3 separate regions of the Mus musculus genome follow, and all the other regions are linked to region 2. The links are chromatin contacts, called in public Hi-C and Micro-C maps. All regions are on one chromosome and are shown on one strand. Each heading gives the region's core, a stretch centred on a gene start, on an enhancer-like site or on the middle of the called end of the contact. The rest is flanking DNA. Distances are from core to core; before and after follow the strand shown. Region 1 holds the start of P3h1 (prolyl 3-hydroxylase 1). Region 2 overlaps Gm36574 (a long non-coding RNA gene). Region 3 holds the start of Cldn19 (claudin 19).

Region 1 (3,744 bases), core at 1,155-3,654, 1.1 Mb after region 2:
GCATCTCCATGTGCTCAGGATTGCCCACAAAGAAGGTGTGTGCCGCAGCCACAGCTTTCTCCAGCTTGTTTATCTATAGATGAAGTAAAAGAATACATTCACATACAAACTCTTTTCTGTTTGTTTGCTTGGTTGGTTTCTTTGTGTGTATGTGTGTGTTCGGGTGTGTTTGTGTGTGCACTGATACGGGGTATTGCTATGTAAGTCAGTCTCAAACTCTCAATCCTCCTGCCTCAGATCCAAAGTGCTGGGATTATAGGTGAGACTTTGTCTCAAAACAAAATAAAACAAACAAGCAATCCAACAAAGACTGATTGAAAGGTAGTGACTGAGCTGACTAAACATAGTGACTAAAGCTGCAACTACCTGGGAATGCTGCAGAAAGGGCAGCTAACAAAAGGGCAGCTAACAACTGCACGGTGGTGGTGAGAATACAGAATAGCAGCATCTTAGGGCTGCTGTAGAGCACTGTGCCACCATGCCCAGCTTACACTCCTGAGCACTCAGGACTACTCCTGTTTCCTCTGCTACGCACCCCCAGCCCTTCCTTTCTTCCCTCTGAGCACTGGCACCTAGCTTCCTCTGGTGGACTGGGCTCCTAATTCTCCTGTTTTCACCACCACCAATTTCTCCTTCCAGAATTAACATTCTGAAAATGAGGTCTGGTGATGGCTGCCTGAGGTGTGCAGAAGCCTCACTAAACTCCTTAGTCACTCCCAGTCTCCCCACGCAGGAGTCACGGACGGGACTACCCCATGGCCCCAGATATATCACACTCTAGCTCCAATTTCCCCTCTCTGGGGAATAACCATTCTTCAGTGGCTCCTCTCTCTCAGGCCTAATTTAACTGAGGCAAAGCTGGAGTTTCCCTCCTTTGTCTCCCCCCAGTCCTAACTTAGCTACATAACCTTTTTTGTTAGCCCTTAGTACAGTGACTCCTAGCAGTGACACAAGGAAAAACAAAGGAGCAATCATTTTAACCACCTGTCCAAGAACTGGAATGTAGTAGGTGCTCAATAAATGGCAACGAATTTTAAGTAGTGCTATTAAGTGGCATGACCCAATCAGTAAGAACCCAGTCATCCCAGCATGCTTTCCAGTAACCAGAAGGAACCGAGGGGACAAAGCAGAAATCTGAGGTCCCCACGAGCCTCTAAGTCTTTCTTTAGGTAGAACTGAAAGGTCTGTGAAACTGTTGTAGCTATGTAGTCTGCATGAGCAGCCCACCCCCCTAACATGGGACTAATATCATTTACTCAAAGGATACTGTATGTATCAGGGCAAATGAGGCAATAAACAAACGTAAAGTGCTTTAACGGAGTCCTGGAAATATATGTTACCAGTCATCACGGGCAGACAAGGCTGGCGTTCCAAGCCCGCTTATTGACTTGGCCTTAAATCGCTGTGGCATCCCAAAAGACAGTCATTTTCTTAAAAACAAAAAACCCAAAAATACTAGCTAGAGGGTCCTCCACAGGGCGGAGCCAGGCAGCCCCTGCTGGCGACGTGGCAATCCCACGTCCTGAAAGAGCGCTGCTGTTGGATTAGGGAGCAGGGAAAGCATGATTGGAGAACGAACCGGAAGGAAGATGTTGCAGAAGCACTTGGACACTTGCAATGAAGTACTGCTGGGAGACCCTAGCGGCCGCCTCGGTTCCCTCTAGGAGGCCTTCCCAAAAGAAAAAGGTCAGGTTTTTCTTGGCTTGGGCTGTCACTACTGGCTGGACCTTTAGGGTTAGCATCTGCCCATAAGAACCGGGTGAAGCTCCCAAAGTCCGCCAAGAGCTCCCTAGCCAAGAGGTCCCTTGCCTCCCTGCCGTCTCATCCCTGCTCTGCTCCCCAAGTTCCCCAGGTCGCTCCCGGCCACCGGGCTCCGGACCAGTCGCACCTTGAAATAGGCGACCTGCAGGTAGTTGTACGGGCTCCGCTTGTTGAACTCCAGGTCCAGTTCTTCACTCAGCAAGTGGGCAGAGGGCGGCCCGAGGCAGCGGCGTAGGCAGGCGGCACGGCGCAGCACGGCTCCGAAGAAGCGCAGGTCGTGCAGGGCGGCGGCGCCCGGGTCCTGGCTCAGGCTGGGGTCCGGACCGAGATCCAGGTCCGGTGCCCACGGCAGTTCGGTGGCACAGCGTGTGCGGCAGCGCAGGCGGAGGGCACGCAGGGCCGCCCGCGAGCGCAGCGCCCGCTCCATGTTCAGGACCACCCCGGGCCAGTCCCCGCGCGAGTAGGCCGCGGTCCCCTCTGCGTAAAGCAGGTCAGGGGCTGCCACGTCCCATCCCGGCTCAGACTCCGCCGCAACCCGTAAGGCGGCGGCGGCGGCGACCGCTAGCATCGCTGCCAGCAGCCTCCTTTCGCTCACCGCCATGGCCTTGCTCCTCCACTTAACGGGACTGCTCGCCTGGGGCACATTCCAGAGTCCCGCCCCCCACAGAAGCCACGCCCAGAGACGAGCCACGCCCCAAGTCCAGAAGCTCGTGGCAAGGAAACTTGTACCGCCTCTTGCTTTCAACCAATCCAAACACTTACTCTTCGTGAGGCTCCGCCTCTAATCTCATGCGCACAGCTCAATGGACTGAGAACGAGAAAACCCCGCCCACAAGCTGTTGTGCGCCTGCGCTTTAGACTGAGCTCCCTGCGGGTGGTGGGACCGAGGTGCTGTTATGGCGGACCCCGGGGTTCCCGGCCGGTACGAAAGTGGTACGGGAAATCTGGGGGTGAAGGAGGCGGCGGGTCCTGGAGGTAGGTGGGACTGAGTTGCCTGGGTAGGAGGTCGCAGCCGGGTGGCTCTTTCCTGCTGGCTCACGGAAGGCTGAGGGTTTCAACTTACGCCTGTGTTCGGGTGTGTATCGCAGGAGCCCTGGTGGAGCTCACCCCGACCCCCGGCGGCCTGGCTCTGGTGAGCCCCTACCACACCCACCGGGTCGGGGACCCCTTAGACCTCGTGGCGCTCGCCGAGCAGGTGCAGAAGGTGAGGAATAGCCATCTCCGTACTTTACCCTGCCTCTTTGGGCTCGGGACAGCCTGTGAACTCGGCAGTACTGAAGTTACCATTCCATTTCACACGAAGAGGATCACTCTATCCCAATTCCTCTGTTGTTGTTTGTTTTGAGACAGGGCCTTTCTACATAACTCTGGCTGTCATGGAACTCTCTATATTATAGACTAGGCTGGCCTCGAACTGACAGATCCACCTTCCTCCCCCACCCTCCAACCCCAAAACCCTATGCTGGGATTAAATGTATGGCTTCTATACCAAATTCTTAAATAGTCACATTTTATTCTGCTTCCCATAAGGTCTTTATCTGTTACCCAGGAGCTTGTGGAACTTAAATATATGCTCTTTCTTTCCTTTTTAAAAAAACAAAACAAAATAAAACAAAAACTGCTGGGGTTGTAGTTTACTGTTGCCTAGCCCTGAATTTGATTCTTAGCACTACCAAAAACAGCATGCAAAAAGGCACAGGGTAAAATTCCTATTGAAAAAAAGACCACACACAATAAAACTGGAGGTAGTTTCATTTGCTGTATAGCCCAGGTTGGCTTTGAATTCAGCCTCCCAAAGGCTGGGTATTACAAGGGTCGCTGTCACACATGGTGAATTTCAGTGGATACAGTCAGTATTACTATGTCCAGAGCTTAGGCGTCGGTTTCCATAATAGGTAAAATAAAGAAGATATGCAAAATAATGGAAAAGACCGTAGAAGTTTTGACAGATTGGTTTTGATTGTTTCTCTCTGGAGCTCTGGA
Region 2 (3,405 bases), core at 776-3,275:
CCTATCTCCAGCTCCCTAGATCGGGTATTACAAACACATGCCATCACACGGGCTCTTGTTTATCTTGGTTCTGGGGATAGAGCTTAGGTCATTATGGTTTCAAGATAGGTACTTTGTCTATTAAATTATCTCCCTAGCCTGATACCTGTCATTTGTGATCCAGGAGGAGCCAGTATCTTGTCCCTTTGCTAATTCACACTGCATTTGTTAACTTAGTTATATGGAAACCTACTTAGGACCTGGCACACAATAAGGGTCTTTGTGAGTACTGGCTAGTGTAGTCCCAGCTTCACAAACTGGACCTCACAGTAATAGCCCAGTTTAGGATTTAAGTTTCCACATAGCAAAGGTATCATAAACGATGAAACTTAGGGTAGAACAATGCTCTTTGGGGATCGCTTTGTCTTAAGAATGTCAAATTTTATTGACATTGTAAATCCTGGTGATCTTATGAGGAATGTGCATGTCAAACAGATGACTTCAACAGCTGCTTTGTCTGCAGCTCTGTGTGCAATAGTGGTGCAGATTTACCTTGCAGGAATTAACACAGCCCTGCCTGTAGTGAGCCAGGCTTTCACGTGGTCAGTCTCGGTGGCTTAACAAAAGGAATTAAGTAGCATGCAGGCCCAATGTATTTTTTTTAAATGAACACAAATTACCATCTATTAGGAACTAAACAGTTTGCAGAGGTTCTTTCAGATGAAGACTTTCACGTTCTTATTTTTGAAGAGAGGAAAATGTATGCCAAGATGAATAACTTGCCCATGGTGGCACATCTATGAAATAACAAAGACTGGTTTATCCTGCCAGTATCTTTGGAGGTCACAACCACATGTTTATGGTAACCTTTGAGACCATCTGACCCGGTCCTTTTTTCCTGGTGACGTTGAATACCACTGAGGGTCACTAAGATTACTCGCCAGTTCTAATGAGACAATGTGACCCTGGGTGTGGGTCTCCTGACCCTGCTTAGTGACCTCTTTGCTTCCTTATTTTAAAAGAGCCTAATACATAGACCCACTGCGCATCTCAATGCCTAGTTTGTGATAGATGCAATTGTGGGGAAAAGAGCAGTCTTGGACTTGGGCCAGAGAGATGGCTCACGGGGTAAAAGGGTAAAGGCACTTACCAATGAGCCTGGCAATCCGAGTTCAATTCCCAGAGCCCACAAGATAGCGGAGAACTGATATCTGCAAGTTGTCCTTTGGCCTCCATATTGTGTGCTGTACATAAGCACATGTGCACACACATGCCACAGACACAATAATAATAATAATAATGATAATAATAATTTTTTTAGATACTTGGACTTGTAGAAAGAGGTTCTAAAACCAAATCTTACTTCAATTGCTCACCTAGTAGCTTTAGTAACCTTAAATGAATGTTACTTCCTGGTTTCAGCTTCCATTTTCCAGATAAGGAATAAGGGCACATTGCATCTTAAGGACTGAATTAGAATGGTTGCACCAGAAGGGGCATGAATGCTGAAGACACGGGTCCCTGCCTTCTGCCCTCTGCTCTCAGGATGCACAGCAAGGCTGGCACACAGCGGGAGCTGGAGGGCAACAGGGAGCAGGCTTTGTTGACAGGCCAGACAGTGACTGTTAGGACAGCTAATGTGTCTTTGGCTCCATCTAGCTGAGTGCTCTTCTTAAGGCCATTTCAGGAGCAAGCAATTCTCCCCAGAAAGGCTGGCCTGCAGAAACAAATGATGAACAATAGGTGGCGGTAGAGACCTTTCAGGAAGAGGAGAGACCAGGAACCTGGCGAAATCTGTAGCCAGAGGTTTCACTCTTTTGCTTCTAAGAAGGGAGGGTCTCTGGGGACCGTGAGTCAGGCCATTCTGCTTCTGGGAAGGGGGAGGCACACTTTTGGCAGACGAAGTATTCACAGCCACCCTCTCAGACCTAGCTTTGTATCACACTGAGTGGAAGAAGTTAAATCATTTCCCAACGGGATATAGTTGAGAGTTGGCTCCAACCAAGGCCACTGCTTCCAAATCCCACACTCATCCCAGAGAGTTCATGCCTTCCAGCCAGTGACTCACTCTTGCAACACAGCCTCGTGCTCTCAGCAGTGGGGAGCTCTGTAGTGTTTGAGGATAATGTGCAGTCTCTCTCCGTGGTGGCTGATTTCAAGCTTTCGTAGGACATCATGGAGCTCAGAGTTGAGAAGTCAGCGGTCACTGCTCAAGAGTCTGAGTGGCTCAGCACAGGGCATCCACATGAAGAATGAGGAAGTGTGGCCTTGAACGGCTTCACCAGGCAAAGTGTAGACTTACTTTTCTTTTTCTCATTCATCCTTGAGTATGCATTTCAAATCCCCCTTTAATCCTGCAAAAGTCTTAGTCTTTGCCGCTTTAATTTTGCTTCTCTGGCAATCCCTCCGTTCCGGAACCCCTCTATAGCACTTTCCAACCTGCATCCCTGAGCTGCTAGGGCCATACAATGCTACTTGCTTCCCAGTACCTAACCTCACTTTCCTTAGCAAATAAAATCTATCCTTTAATTAGGTGCATGGCCTCTTAGAATAAAGCCACACTCTCAGTAGTTCTAGACTGAATGCAACCAGGAGCCTTGGAGAAACATCTTTAATGCAAATGAGTGTGTTGGCCCTTGGCCTGTTTCTTTCTATTTGAAAGATGTGTGAGTTGGCTGGAGTAGGGGCAGCACTGGAAGACTTTATGCAGTTGTCTTAGTCCTACACTACATAAGGCTGGACCACTCTGGAAGGAAGTTGCATCTTGGTTAAGCTATGGTTCTTTTCTATTTATCTCCATTCCAGTTTCCAAAAGCAAACTCTGAAACAAGGATTTGCATGCAAGCAGTTTACTGAAGGGATGGACCCAAGAAACACAGCTAAAAAGTCCCATGAGACAGGAAGGAAAGACTAACAAAAGATTAGGCCATGAGCAAGTTATTGCTGGATACAACTGACTCTTATCCTGACAAGACAAGGCTATGAACTGTCTTAAGGTTTTTATGGAGCTGTGACTAGACACCATGACCACAGCAACTCTTATAGAGGAAAACATTTAACTGGGGCTGGCTTACAGGTTCAGAGATATAGTCCATTATCATCATGGCAGGAAACATGGCAACGTGCAGGCATTCATGGTGCTGGAAAAGTAGCTGAGAGTTCTATAGTTGGATCAGCAGCCAGCAGGTGGACAGCGTGACCACTGGGCCTGGCTTGAGCACTTGAAACCTGAAAGCCCACCCTCAGTGACACTCTCTGACAATGCCACACCCACTCCAACAATGCCACATCTCCTAATCCTTTCAAATAATGTCAATCCCTATGAGCCTTTGGGGGCCATTTTCATTCAAACCATTAAAAGGACCCAGTGCCAGATGGAACCTAACTATCCCACCAGTTCAAAGGAAACCAAAGCATTTAGCCAAG
Region 3 (3,304 bases), core at 383-2,882, 1.1 Mb after region 2:
AAGCTGGGCTAGCCACATAGTCAAGAGGGGAGAGGAAGCTGGGCACTCACCTGCCAAGAGGAAGAGAGCACCTCCGGAGATGGCCACACGGCTCTTGGCAGTGGGGTTACTGTCTCCAACCCGAGTGCACTTCATGCCCACGACACTGAGCACCATGGCCACAAAGCCCAGGAGCACAGCCACGACCATCAGGGCTCGTGCTGACTGGATATGACCTGAGGCAGGTTAAGAAAGGTCTGAGCACGAGTGGGGAACTCGGAGAGGGGTGGTGGGGTGGTGGGGTTGTAGGGGGGTGCAAAATGGAGGTGTTAGACCTGAAATGAGAGGAAGCTGGCGTGGAAGGGCTTGGGTAGAAGCCTGAAGAGGCCTGAGCACTTGCCTGCTTGTGAGAAGAGACAATGAGTGTTTGAGGAGAGGGGGCAGAGTGAGGTCATTGTCACTGCTGACCCCGTTTCCCACCGGCCCTGACTGGCTCCTTTCTCCTGGGTCTGGTACACCCTCAATCAAGCAGCAGGAGATGGGGCAGAGTATCACTCAGGATCACCAGAGGTAGAGCTGAAAGTGCCTGAGAACCAGCTAAACCCAGCTTGGTTCCCAGCAGCAACCCTGTCAATCGTCCCTGTCAATCATGGAATCCTATGCTTTTTTCTTTGGGAGTGTATTGGTCAGTTCTAGGCCCCAGGCAGCAGGAGACTTAGATCCCTGAGGGAGGCAGGCCAGTGGTTTGTCTGGACCAGTGTGAGTGGGACTGACTGTGTGGGCTCTACTTTGAGCCCTGTCGGAGTGCAAGTGCGATGGTCCCCAAGGTCAGAGCTGTAATGGTGTCTGACTCTGTGTGTGTGTGTGTCCGTGTGTGTGTGTGTGTCCGTGTGTGTGTGTGTGTGTGTGTGTGTGTGTCGGTGTGTGTGTGTAAACATATCTGTCAATATGGAATATGGAGAGAAGAGGAGTGGAGAATGATAACAGGCTTATGAAACCAGACCCTCATCTCAGTCCACCCTCCCATGCCCTGTGTATTAATGGCCTGGTTACACAGGAGAACATTAGAACGCAAGGGTTGAATGAGTGGGTATTAGGACCGGGAGCCCAGGCTGCCAGCTTCTTGTGTTCCTGCCTCCTCAGAGCCTAGAGACCTGACTGGCCTGGACTCTCCGGTGTACACAGGACAGAAGTTAGGGACTCCCACAGGGGCTGGAGTGTGCCACCCAGCACTAAGGACAGGCTGTGAAAAAGCTTGCCGACAACCTCCCCAGCCCAGTCAGTGCCCCGTCAGTGCCCCCTCCCCGGCTCCCACCGGAGGCCTACCGTCCAGGGCCAGGAGTGAATCGTAGAGTTTGCATTGCACCTGCCCGGTGCTCTGAGAGGCGCAAGACATCCACAGCCCTTCGTAGAGGCCCACGGCAGTGATGATGGCATCGCCTGCATAGGAAGACTGCTTCCACTGTGGCAGGGCAGTGCTGGCGATGATGCCCACCCAGCCGCCCAAGGCTAGGAAGTAGCCCAGGAGCTGGAGGCCCGAGTTGGCCATGGCCCAGGTAGGAGTCTGAGAGTTCCAGGACTCAGAGATGGGCCAGGGTGTGGAGGAGCGTTGTGGTCATGGTAAGAGGAACAGCCGGAAAAGGGGAGCTAAGTGGCACAGGAGGAGAGGAGGAGAGGGGATGGCTGGCTGGCCAGCAGAGGCAGTGGCTGCTGATTCCAGAATGCAGGGGGCGGCCTTGGGGCTGGAAAAGGCCAAAACCCGCCCACAGACAGTCCCCAGCAGAGCTCTTTTCGCCCAGTTTCTTGGGAGTGGAGGGTAGAACCTAGGATCCAAGCTGGGGTACCCCTGCCCTCCCTGTCTCAATAGTAAGGAAGGGAGGGGCTAGGAGGAGTGACTCTTCCCCCTTTTAACCAGGGAAACCCCTTTAGGAGTGATTCCAGTGCTCTGGGATTCTCCTAATCCCTTCCCCAGCACCAGCTCAGTGGATGGCTTTGCTGTGCTTCAGTGCCTGATCTGAAGCGGCGGTTTCTTGCCCACTGACTTGAGGACAGAAAAAGAAAGAAATTTTAGTTACAGCAGGAAAAAACTATAGAGTTCTCTCTCTCTCTCTCTCTCTCTCTCTTCCTCTCTCTCTCTCTCTCTCTCTCTCTCTCTGTGTGTGTGTGTGTGTGTGTGTGTGTGTGTGTGTGTGTGCTGGGTATGGAAACCAGGCTTTGTTGTACATGCTAGGCAAGCACTCTACCACTGACCTAGATCCCCTGGAGTTAGTTTTGGATCAGGGCTTTAAGGCCAGATGTGCAGAGACTCAGTTAAATATGAGCTGCTGGGGAGAAGAGTCCTAGGTACCTGGAAACCATGTCTATCAAAATGGGAGAGGCCAAAGCAGGGAAGATGTGCTATGGGGTCTGTCTGCGATCTGAGGAGTCAGAAGAGGGACCCACAGTAACTGGGCCAGTGGTAGCTGTCTGCCAGCCTCAGGACGTGGTGGGGAGCTGGGGAGATCTGCGCCAGCATCTGTCCTGAACTTGGAGGAAGAAGAACTGCTCAGCCAGTTAATCCCTTTGCTGGCTGGTTCAGCAGCTCCTGCTGGGACCTGAGACAGCAGGCCCTGGCCCCTAGCTCCAGAACAGCCTGGCAGGGGCAGGGGCCTCTGTGCATTCCTGGGGTTCAGGCTCACCGCTCCTAGACCCCTGCCCGCCCCTTCTCACTCAGCCCTCGGGAGCAGGGAATGTTTAACTCCCCTGGGTCTCATTAGCAATCCTCTCACGTTCATTTCAGCCCCACAGGCTTGGCATGGGTGCAGGAGGAATGTCACACCCCTGCTCCCGCTCCAGCCTCCCAGCCACCTCTCTTACATCCCCTGCATCCATCCCACTGCCTTTCCTGAGCTGCAACATGGCCAGCTTCCTCCCCCACACCTTCAACCCCCACAGCAGGGACAAACCCCCAGCCTGCTGCCTTACATTCCTCACGTGGGTGCCTGGCACTCTCAGACAATGGCAAGCCTATGTGCCTGCTCAGGGCGTGGGCCCCTGGTATGGCCTGCAGCTCCAGCTCAGCTCCAGGGACCTGGGGGAAGCTGGGTAAGGGGCGAGTGCTGTTTGGTAGACAGTGCCACACACTGGGTCCCTCTGACTTCTTGTGCACACTGGACCTGCTTCTTAGAGTAGCTGGCCAATCCCCAAAATAGCAGTGGGGGCCAGAAGGGTGACAGAAAAGATGGTTCAGACTTCAAATTCTCCTGCCATGAACGATAAGACAACAGAACCAAAGGAAACAGGGGAGATTACCAGAGCCCAGAGTGAGGCAGGAGATACAAGCAAA

What was found. A called contact is a pair of places that touch in the nucleus more often than the background predicts.
Region 1: a contact with region 2 is called in a Hi-C map of cortical neurons, with 4 times the contacts expected there. The contact joins the promoter of P3h1 here to the enhancer-like site in region 2. A contact is called at or near these places in 2 of 39 promoter capture datasets (the 3T3-L1 cell line and liver), 5 of 484 Hi-C or Micro-C datasets (B cells, the G1E-ER4 cell line, cerebellar granule neurons and 1 more), 2 of 115 datasets of contacts at active chromatin or transcription factors (astrocytes and forebrain) and 1 of 9 other capture datasets (liver).
Region 3: a contact with region 2 is called in a Micro-C map of the G1E-ER4 cell line. The contact joins the promoter of Cldn19 here to the enhancer-like site in region 2. A contact is called at or near these places in 2 of 39 promoter capture datasets (the 3T3-L1 cell line and pre-B cells), 4 of 484 Hi-C or Micro-C datasets (B cells, the G1E-ER4 cell line and cortical neurons) and 1 of 115 datasets of contacts at active chromatin or transcription factors (astrocytes).

The regions. Positions count from the first base shown.
Region 1 is chr4:119,231,575-119,235,318 of GRCm38.p6, reverse strand. P3h1 (prolyl 3-hydroxylase 1) reads right to left here and starts at 2,404. Exons shown (of 15, transcript NM_019783.2): 1 at 1,889-2,404; 2 at 1-73. The coding sequence starts at 2,362. AU022252 (expressed sequence AU022252) reads left to right here and starts at 2,595. Exons shown (of 5, transcript NM_001012400.2): 1 at 2,595-2,736; 2 at 2,850-2,965. The coding sequence starts at 2,658.
Region 2 is chr4:120,379,516-120,382,920 of GRCm38.p6, reverse strand. All of the region lies in intron 3 of Gm36574 (a long non-coding RNA gene), which reads left to right. Among named protein-coding and RNA genes, the nearest start is that of Gm36574, 16 kb to the left of the region's middle. Within about 2 kb of position 2,025, at least 116 of the 459 cell types and tissues checked have an H3K27ac peak or open chromatin away from gene starts, as enhancers often do. A contact at or near this core is called in astrocytes, cortical neurons and liver, where this site is marked.
Region 3 is chr4:119,253,797-119,257,100 of GRCm38.p6, reverse strand. Cldn19 (claudin 19) reads right to left here and starts at 1,632. Exons shown (of 5, transcript NM_001038590.1): 1 at 1,306-1,632; 2 at 51-215. The coding sequence starts at 1,528. It overlaps Gm12927 (a long non-coding RNA gene), which reads left to right. Exons shown (of 2, transcript XR_376592.4): 1 at 1-234.